2 separate regions of the Mus musculus genome follow, and region 2 is linked to region 1. A link is a contact called in public promoter capture Hi-C data. All regions are on one chromosome and are shown on one strand. Each heading gives the region's core, a stretch centred on a gene start, on an enhancer-like site or on the middle of the called end of the contact. The rest is flanking DNA. Distances are from core to core; before and after follow the strand shown.

The links. Promoter capture Hi-C pulls out the DNA fragments that hold promoters and counts their contacts.
Region 2: a contact with region 1 is called in a promoter capture Hi-C map of liver, with 3 times the contacts expected there. The contact joins the promoter of Gpr173 here to the promoter of Maged2 in region 1. A contact is called at or near these places in 2 of 39 promoter capture datasets (cranial neural crest and liver) and 1 of 115 datasets of contacts at active chromatin or transcription factors (astrocytes).

What each region holds. Positions count from the first base shown.
Region 1 is chrX:150,812,284-150,816,557 of GRCm38.p6, forward strand. Maged2 (melanoma antigen, family D, 2) reads right to left here and starts at 2,062. Exons shown (of 13, transcript NM_030700.3): 1 at 1,946-2,062; 2 at 388-454; 3 at 1-31. The coding sequence starts at 432.
Region 2 is chrX:152,366,348-152,370,621 of GRCm38.p6, forward strand. Gpr173 (G-protein coupled receptor 173) reads right to left here and starts at 2,371. Exons shown (of 4, transcript NM_001359449.1): 1 at 1,704-2,371; 2 at 1,074-1,163; 3 at 774-922. 3010001F23Rik (RIKEN cDNA 3010001F23 gene) reads left to right here and starts at 2,225. Exons shown (of 4, transcript NR_045451.1): 1 at 2,225-2,347; 2 at 3,495-3,675.

The sequences.
Region 1 (4,274 bases), core at 812-3,311:
CGGAGCCGCTGTCCTTTTCTGAAGCTTTGCCCTGCAAGGGAAAGCAAGGAAGTTCACTGACCTTCTTCCCACCCCTCAACAAGGCAAATGGTCCCAAAATTAGGTGGCTACACTTCTCTGACCTGTAAAGACTCTTACCTGTGGTGTGCTCTGACCACCCCAGCCTAAACAGGCTTCCCAGTTAAAAAGTAATGACAGAACCAAGGGCCCGCCCACCCTCTCTCCCTTCCTCTTGGCCTCCCCTCCACTGGGGAGAGGGGATGCACCCAGGCAAAGAAGTGGGTGGAGAATGACAAGGATGGGAGGAGAAGCTCCAAGGATTTAGGGCAGCAAAAGGGGCTTGAAAGGCAAGCAGCAAGAAAGGGGGGGGGGGGGTATCGGTCTTACCTGAGAGCGAGCTGGATCTGCACCACTCTCGCTTGTGTCAGACATGTCTCAAGTTCACCTAGCAAAGCTGAGTTCAAAGAGAAGGCCTGGGTCAAGTGGAGAGCCCGCTGAACGTCGTATCCCTTGTTCTGCCTAGAAGCTGATCCTCACCTTCTTTAGGGCCCCAAAGCCCAGCCCCTCCCGGAGCCCCAACCAGTAGGTGCTCAGATACAGAAATTCTGTCTCTAGGTCTCAGTTCTCTGCAGCCGCACCCTCCCCTCCTCCAGGAAGATGTGCCAGCGCGGCAGCTCTGAGGACCCCGCCCCCTTTTCCCAGCGCACCCCCCCCCAGCCGCAGGCTTAGAGTGCGCATGCGCGTCTTCTGCAGCGCCCTTTCAACCCCGCCTGCTTTCCCAGTACAAACCCGTTCTTTGAAGTCCACCGTGCACATGCGCATTCAGCAGCTGGCCCAGTCTCTGCGAGCCCTTCTCAACACGCCCCTTTCTAGCTATACATAAAGCGCATGCGCAATGTCCACGGTCTCAGTCCAGCACCCAACTCCTATACACGCCCCTCTCCAGGTCCGCAATGCTGTTCAGCCCCGCCCCCTCCCCAACAAACCTTCCATCCAAATTGTCGCAGTGTCTGGTGGTCCTAGCCCCTCCCCTACTCACAACCACCCTATCAATTTCACAGAGCCTCCAGGTCCCGCCCTTTATCCTAACACGCCCCCCTCCAAACGGTAAAACCCAAATTGGTTTGGCTCCTTCCCTGTAACACCCCCTCCTCAACTCAGGATTGAACTAGTGATTCCATCTTAGGCCCAGCCAAACGGGGTCCAGTCCCCTCCCTTCCTAGCTGGATGGATTCGGTAAGATTTGGCTCTTAAGGCAGGTTTTCTCCAGATCCCAGAGGGTGGGGCCGACCCCTAGCAGGCTCTCATCCAAAGCTGGGGCCCATGACTTACCTCGTCCTCCTACAATTCCCGAGTGTGTCCACTCTCTCCAAGCCCCTCCGAAACTCAGATACTGCCCTCCCCACTAAAGGCCGGAAGTGGTCCCGCCCCTTTCCGCCTCCCTAGGGGGCCTCCGTCCCAGCCCGTCTGCCCCTCCCCCCTCAACACTCCTTATTCCCCCCCTCCCTATTCCCTTGCCTAACTCCGGACTCCCTATTTCCCATCGCATTTCCTATTTACTCTACAGAAATCTCTTCCCATTCCTTACATCCTTCTCTGTGTTACCTATGCAACCCCCCTCCCCAGTGTCCCTTAACCCTTCTCTGCATCCCCTATTCTTGTCCCTGGATCTCGCCTTCCCCTTCTTATTTCCCCATATTCTTCCTTCTCCTCCAAGCATGCACAGTTCCCCTTTTTCTCCCCTCCACCTCTGCCAGTCTCTGCTGTCCAGTTCATATACAGCTTACTACTTTCTTGGTCGTTCTCATTCTCACACCGCATCAAATGCAGCACTTCTGCTCCAGCTATAGTGGTCAAATAAGAATTGCCCACCTGCCCAGCTATAGGTTTCAGGTAGTTAGAACCACTGTCTGCTCACCAGGAAAGCCCAATGTTGTTCCCTCACCTTGTCCTCCAGTGAGTCTGGGATGCGTGTGCCTGCTCCTCTCAGTCCCTCTCGAAGTCTCAGCCTCCTGGACTAGAGCTGCAGACAGCCCAGCCCAGCCCAGCCCCTTTCCGCAGCCCCCTACCCCCCGCCCCCTTCCTCGGGGGTGGGGCAATGGGGCCCTGCTCAATGCTGTCTGACGCCAAAGCCCATGTTTATGCCTCTGTACCAGGTTCGGTCTGAAGCCCTTCCAACCCAAACTGCCCCCACGAAAACGATTCATTCATTGAAATTATTTATTTTATATCGTTATTTTTCTTACTACAAAAGTAGTGTGTTGTCATGTGAAAACCAGAGAAATGCAGAAATATGTAACAGAAAATTAAAAGCTATCTTTAATCTCCTTCCTCAGAAATACTCATGACATTGAGTACTTTGATAGACATTCCTCCATTAATTTTTTAATTTGTAGTCTGATTATGTGCACTTTCTCCCTACACCGGCTATACTAGTTACCTACTGTTCTGTAACTGCTTTTTTTCAAGTTATATATTCAAACCTCTTTCCCTTAGCATATGTTTTTTTAGAAATGTATAATGTTTTCTTGTATAACTGTCCTATAATTTATTTACTTAGTTCAGCTTCGTGTACTTTCTGGGTTGTTTCCCCCTTTTCGAACTATTACAAACAATGCTACAAGGACCATCCTGGTGTCTATATTGGACTGTTTTGTTGTTTTATTATGTTTTGCTGATTCAATTCATTTGAAAAAACTACCATTTTCAGCGTAAGTTAACTGTACAAAGTAATGACTTTTATTATGGCATTGACAGATTCACCCTCAATAACGTTTTTCACTAGTTTGAAATGGCACTTCTGTTGCCTGATAAATTCACATAAACAACTGGGTGTCTTCATGAGAACAAGATAAAATGTAAAGACAAAGAGAAGTAGACAAAATATCATTAGCAATAGAGCAGGTGAATGCAGACCCAGAAAAAGCTTATTATAAACTATAATTCACGGTAGTTATAGAAATAAAATTCAAGATCTTTCTTATACACAAATAGTCAGAAGTCTGCTTCTTGAGGTCACCTTTGCCCATACTGGACAAATGAAAGATAGCCAATCCTTATGGCTTTATGGACAATTTGATTCACATACATTTTCACACATCATCAAGGCGGGTTTATATATTCGTTTCATTTCCTATAAACTGTTACTTCCCCCAAGTTTGTAATGTCACCCTTCTACTTTCTTATCTCCTAGGCTCTCTCTGCTGAGCACAAATGAATAGTCTCTCATTTTCTTCCAATTCTGGTGCCCCAAATTCCTATCCTATCCAACTTATGGAAAACTTCCAATACCAAGAAAATAAAGTTCTCAAACCTGAGGGTCCTGAGGGTCTATGAAAGCACCCTACAGCTGGTCACCACATAGATGTTGTAGGTGTGTGTTTTAGAAGATCTTAGGTGTTGTATGGGGATTAAGTGTCTTCTTGGAACTAGAGAGCATAGCTATGACCTTGGTAGTCATCCAAACAAGCAGTGCTTGTGGTTTGGCCTAGAGTGTTAGCAGGGGAGATAGTGAGGAGATTGGTGGGGGCGGGGTGGACTGCTAGGACTTGATGAGTAATTGGATTGTGGAGGGGTGGATTGGAAGGAGGAACATAGTCAAATATTGGCATCTTTCTTTAACAGATAGTGCAGATAGTGACCCTTTCAGTGAGTCATGGAATAATGGAGTTAAAAAGGAAAAGAACATTGATTTTATGGCACTGGTGGTACATCCAGGTAGAAATGTCAAATTGGCAGTTGGATAAGCCTGTCTGAGAATCAAGAAAAAGGTCCGAGTAGAGGGTATCAATCTAGAAATTGGCACTTGTATACTTTAGGGTAGTAGTGCAGTAAATAACAAGAACTTAATTCCTGACAACTTTGCTGAATTTCCTTTAATGAGAAACATGTATGCCTCATTCAGCCATTGTATTTTCGAGTCTACACTGTGCCCCAGTTTCCTGGTGGTTCTCAGTGTCATATTGGTATTCATGACAGTGAGTGGATTTTCAAGAAACACCTATCTCTATTTGCCAACCTTTTTCTTCTGAAAATTATATCTAGTTGCCCATATACCAGTTAAACAACACACTTTACTATCAGAAGATGTGTTCTCTCACCTAGGAACTTCTTCCCATGAAACTGCTTTCTGTGTGCTCTGTTAACAATTTCTAACATTTAGAACTCCATGTTGATTCACTTGTGGTCTCTGGAGGAACAGAATTAGAACCTTGCATACTATTGAATTTAATGAAGTAAGCTCAATTCATGTTCATCAGCCGGGCAATGCCCTT
Region 2 (4,274 bases), core at 1,121-3,620, 1.6 Mb after region 1:
CTATTTTCAATCTCTCCTCTCTTTTGGCTCCTCTGCTGATTCCCAACCCCTTGGGATTCTACCACATATCCATACCTAGAAACCAGTTAGGAAACCCTATTCTCCTCAAGCCAGGGTCTAGATGGGCAAACTCTGCTACAGGTCTGGCTACTGCATGGACCACACCCCAGCTCACTCAAAGCCCTATAATCTCAAAAGCTTCAGCCTTGTCTCCAGTCCCTGCCAACCACTGACCATAAGCCAAACTCTTGCTAATTTCCCCTCAACAGAGGGACACATACCAGGGCCAGGAATTCTGCAGGCTGCAAGCCAGGCTTCTGCTGGTTCTCAGTCTGGTGTGTGTGTGTGTGTGTGTGTGTGTGTGTGTGTGTGTGTGTGTGTGTACACAAATAAGGGTAAGTGCATGGAAAGAACCCCGAGTAGGGTAGGGATGACTGCCCCCGACTATCTATCACTCTTTACAAATTAGAAGTAATAGCACAAAGCTGTTCTGCTTCCCTCTACTTGCCACCTTCCACCTTCCCATCTGCTGGCTTCCCTAGATCTCTGCTAAGACCCTAAAGAAAAGGCACTAATCCTTTTCCTGATCTGTAGCAATACTAATCATGAACAATCAGCAATAATATTGACCCTGACACTGCTCAGCACCATCCTATAAACACAGATAATTGTTTGCATGCACCAATTTATTTAATCCCTGCACACATCCATGAAGAAAGGGTTACCAGTCTCTTTGACAAATGGGGAAAATCAAGGTTCAACAAGTGACATGCCTCCACTAAAGTTGCGAACTAGTAGTTAGGAGCCGTGTCCCTAGTAGAATCCATGTTCTCCATATACCAGGTTTTCCTGCACCTCCAGATACAGGGACCTCTGGCTTACTGTGTCATAGATCTGGAGGTCCCAAACACAATATGGGTATCTGAAACAGAAACAGAGAGCCATGTGATAGAAGCCAGGGCCCACAGTGTGGGGACCACTACGTTATTCCTGTCCCCTGTATATTGTCATGGGGATTGGTTCAAGCGCTCTCAGAGCCCAGGACCTGAATGTGCTCCCTACCCCCACCTTACCTTCCTCTATTCCTATAGCAGCTTCCTCCCACTAGCTGGGACACATCTTCCAGGGTGAGTGAGCAAAGGTATGTTACCTGTAGGTAGAGACTGGGAAAAGAATAAAGGAAGGAATGAGGGGTGGTCTGCACTAGGAGCAGCCTCCTTGTCATATCTACCCACCTGCTTGGTGCCCAGGTTCTCTGTCTCTCTTACAGACACACAGACACACACACATACAGATCACAATTCTGCAAACAACCTAAGGAACCTGGAGAAGGAGAAAAGGAAGCTGCAGGCATTGTGAGAACAAGGCTCAATGAGCTCCCAGGTACCCCTTCCACAGCTAGCACACAAGGAATGGTCTTGTGTCTAAACGTGACTATAATGATAGAAGCAGACCCTGTAAGGGGTTGGGGGTGGAGAAACAGGTGGTGGTTCCCTTTCTTATGGGACATTCAGGATTAAAGAAGATGGGGAAAGATAAGCAGTCTTGGGGTTTGAGTGTTGTCATACTCAGTGATGAAGCAGAGAGACTAACAGAGAGACAGGAAGCATGACAGTGATAGAGACTGAAATATATGGAGAGACAGAGAAGTCCCAGCCCCCCTCCTCCCCTAGCTCCTTTATGGAAGAATGCTGACTACTTACCTGGGTTCTCTTAGCAGGACTGTCTTGGAATTCAGGAAGGAGACTCACTCTGTCTCATCCAGGATAAACCACAGCCCAGGCCACATTGTGGGACCCTCACTGATCTGGCAGCCAGTGACACTCCTGCTTCTGTTGCCGTGGATACAGCCTGGTTGATCTAAATCACTGGCAGCAAGGGAAGCAGGTGCCAGAGGGGTGCACTTGGTAGAGCTGGAGATGTTGGGGAACACCAGGTGGGCAGCACACAGCTTTGGGGTGCCCAAGTAGCGGGCAGATGGGGGTCCTGGTAGGTGCTTCTCCCACTACACACTCCCACCCCCATCTTCATGCCACCGCCGGTCTGGGAGGGGGCCAGTGTTGGCTCCGCTACTGTTCTGCCTGCCTAGCTACCGGTTCCCCCCCACCCCCCACCCAGTCTGCCTGCTGGCCGCAGCCTTTTGTCCTCAGAAGACACGGTCCCAGCGGGGCCTCTGCCAAGCTTCTAGCAGATGCTCAGGGTCCTGGACTCCTCCCTGGGAACACAGGAGCCATGGCTTGGGAGGGCCCCAGGTTAGGGGCACACTCTCATCCAGGCTAACCCCACTCTCCGGGCCTGGCGAGGATGGAGAAGAGGTGCAGGTCCACAGCCAGAGGCAGTAGCAGAGGTGGTGTTGGGGAGGGGATGGACGCCAGAAAGAGGGGGAGGGGTGGAGGGAGAGAGAGGCTGGCCTGATAGCCGTGTCCCAGGTTTTAGATCCGGGTTGAGAAGGGTGGCTCAGAGCATCCAAGGGGGGTCCTGAAGCGAGACGAAGGTACAGTGGACCTGCTGGAAGGAATTCCTGGCCCGGGAATCACCCCGCTTCACACAAATCCAGATTCCGTGATGCGGGAAACACCTAGCTTGGATAGGGTCTCAGTGAGGAGTCCTGGCCCCTTAGCTAGACCCTGTGTAGCCTGTTGGTCCTCCCCTCTCCTCGATTTGCACAGTCCCTGCCCGAGGGGCGGGTGGAGGAGGGAGGGAAGGAGGGAGAGCAAGGGAGGGAAGAAGGGAGGCTGAGCAGCCGGGAGACTCCCAGCCACCAGCAAGGTCCTCCCTGGGGCGGGGCGGCTGGGGTTGGGGGAGGGGGCTGGCGAGACCGGGAGAACTTGGCTGCCTGGCTTACTGAATGGGGATGCTTGGTGTGGTGTGGTGGTTGTTCTTGCCAGGACAATAGCTGACTGACAAAATCAGGCTCAGGCCTTTCTGACTTGAGAGAGGCCTGTGTGGAGGTGAGGGGAAGTAGCCAAGAGGTTGCTGAGATAGCAACTTGCTTAGGATACTCGTGCAATGAGGGCAGAGCTTGTAAAGGTCTGGGGTCCGGTTTTGGACAAAGATTCAGGGGAAATTTCTTAGGTTTGGTATGGAAGGTTTGGAAGATAAGGTAGATAGCCTTATTTAGGATGGGGTTTTATGGGTAGGCTCTGGAAGTTGGCTTGGAGAGAGGTGGAGGAGGAGTCAGACACCCAACTCGGAGCCCCTGTGAGGATACCCACAATGATAAATCTACTTTCTCTGGGCCAGGAGGCAAGCATGAACACATACTTAAGGCTGTGTTCCAGGACAGCATGAAGCAAAAGATGAGAAGAATGCCTGGGAAACAGACATGGGAAGACCAGGGAATACAGTTCTGTTTTGAATTGGTTTAAATAGGGACCAAATGATGCTGTGGTGGTTCCTCTAATTTGTAGCAGTCAACAATTCCAGTTCTCTTGATATAAAACTTGTATTTTATTTGTTTTCTTACCCCACTTGTTGGTTCATTCATTAACTAGCTTTATGTAGGTCCAGTGCTGGACTCAGCTGAGTTGGGTAAATCAGACTTGCTGCCTGCCCTTATGAAAACCATGATCTGCTACCAACCTGTGGGCCAGGAAGTCATGCACCTGCCTCTGGATCCCTCTGGTACCTGTGAAATCTAGATCCCCAGGCCTGCTCTCTGGAAATATAAATCTGGTAGGTGGGAGAGGTGTGAAACATTTTTAGAAAATCTTTAGATGGTTATTTTTATAATCTCTAAATTTGGGCACGATGCTTTGGAAAGGGATAAAACCCTATGGACTGAACATAAATTCGAAGTGGAAATTAGAAAGGACTTTGGGTTGATCTAGAATGGAAATCTTTACCTGAAATCTTGTGAAATGTGTCTAAGGCTATGTGGCAGGACAATTTTGTAGCTTTAAATTTACACACACACACACACACACACACACACACACACACACAAAAGGAAGAGTCGGATTTCTGTCTAAAGTTGGAAAAAGAGGACACATTAGACTTAAAGGAAGGTGTAAATAGTAGAATTGATAGTAGAGAGCAATGGGATAGAAAATAGAGAGAAGATATAGCAGAGAAGATCCACAAAGTTGAAGAAGGCTCTTTGACAGATCCTTGAGACATCATGATTCTGGAAATAAGAAAGCATGTCAAAAGGATAAGGAGCAGAGAGGGCATGACACTACTGAACATTAAGTTAGATGAGAAGCTATTAGAATTATAATTTTATGCTTGCAATTTTGAACAATTTGATACAATGGAAATTTGCTAAAAGTCAC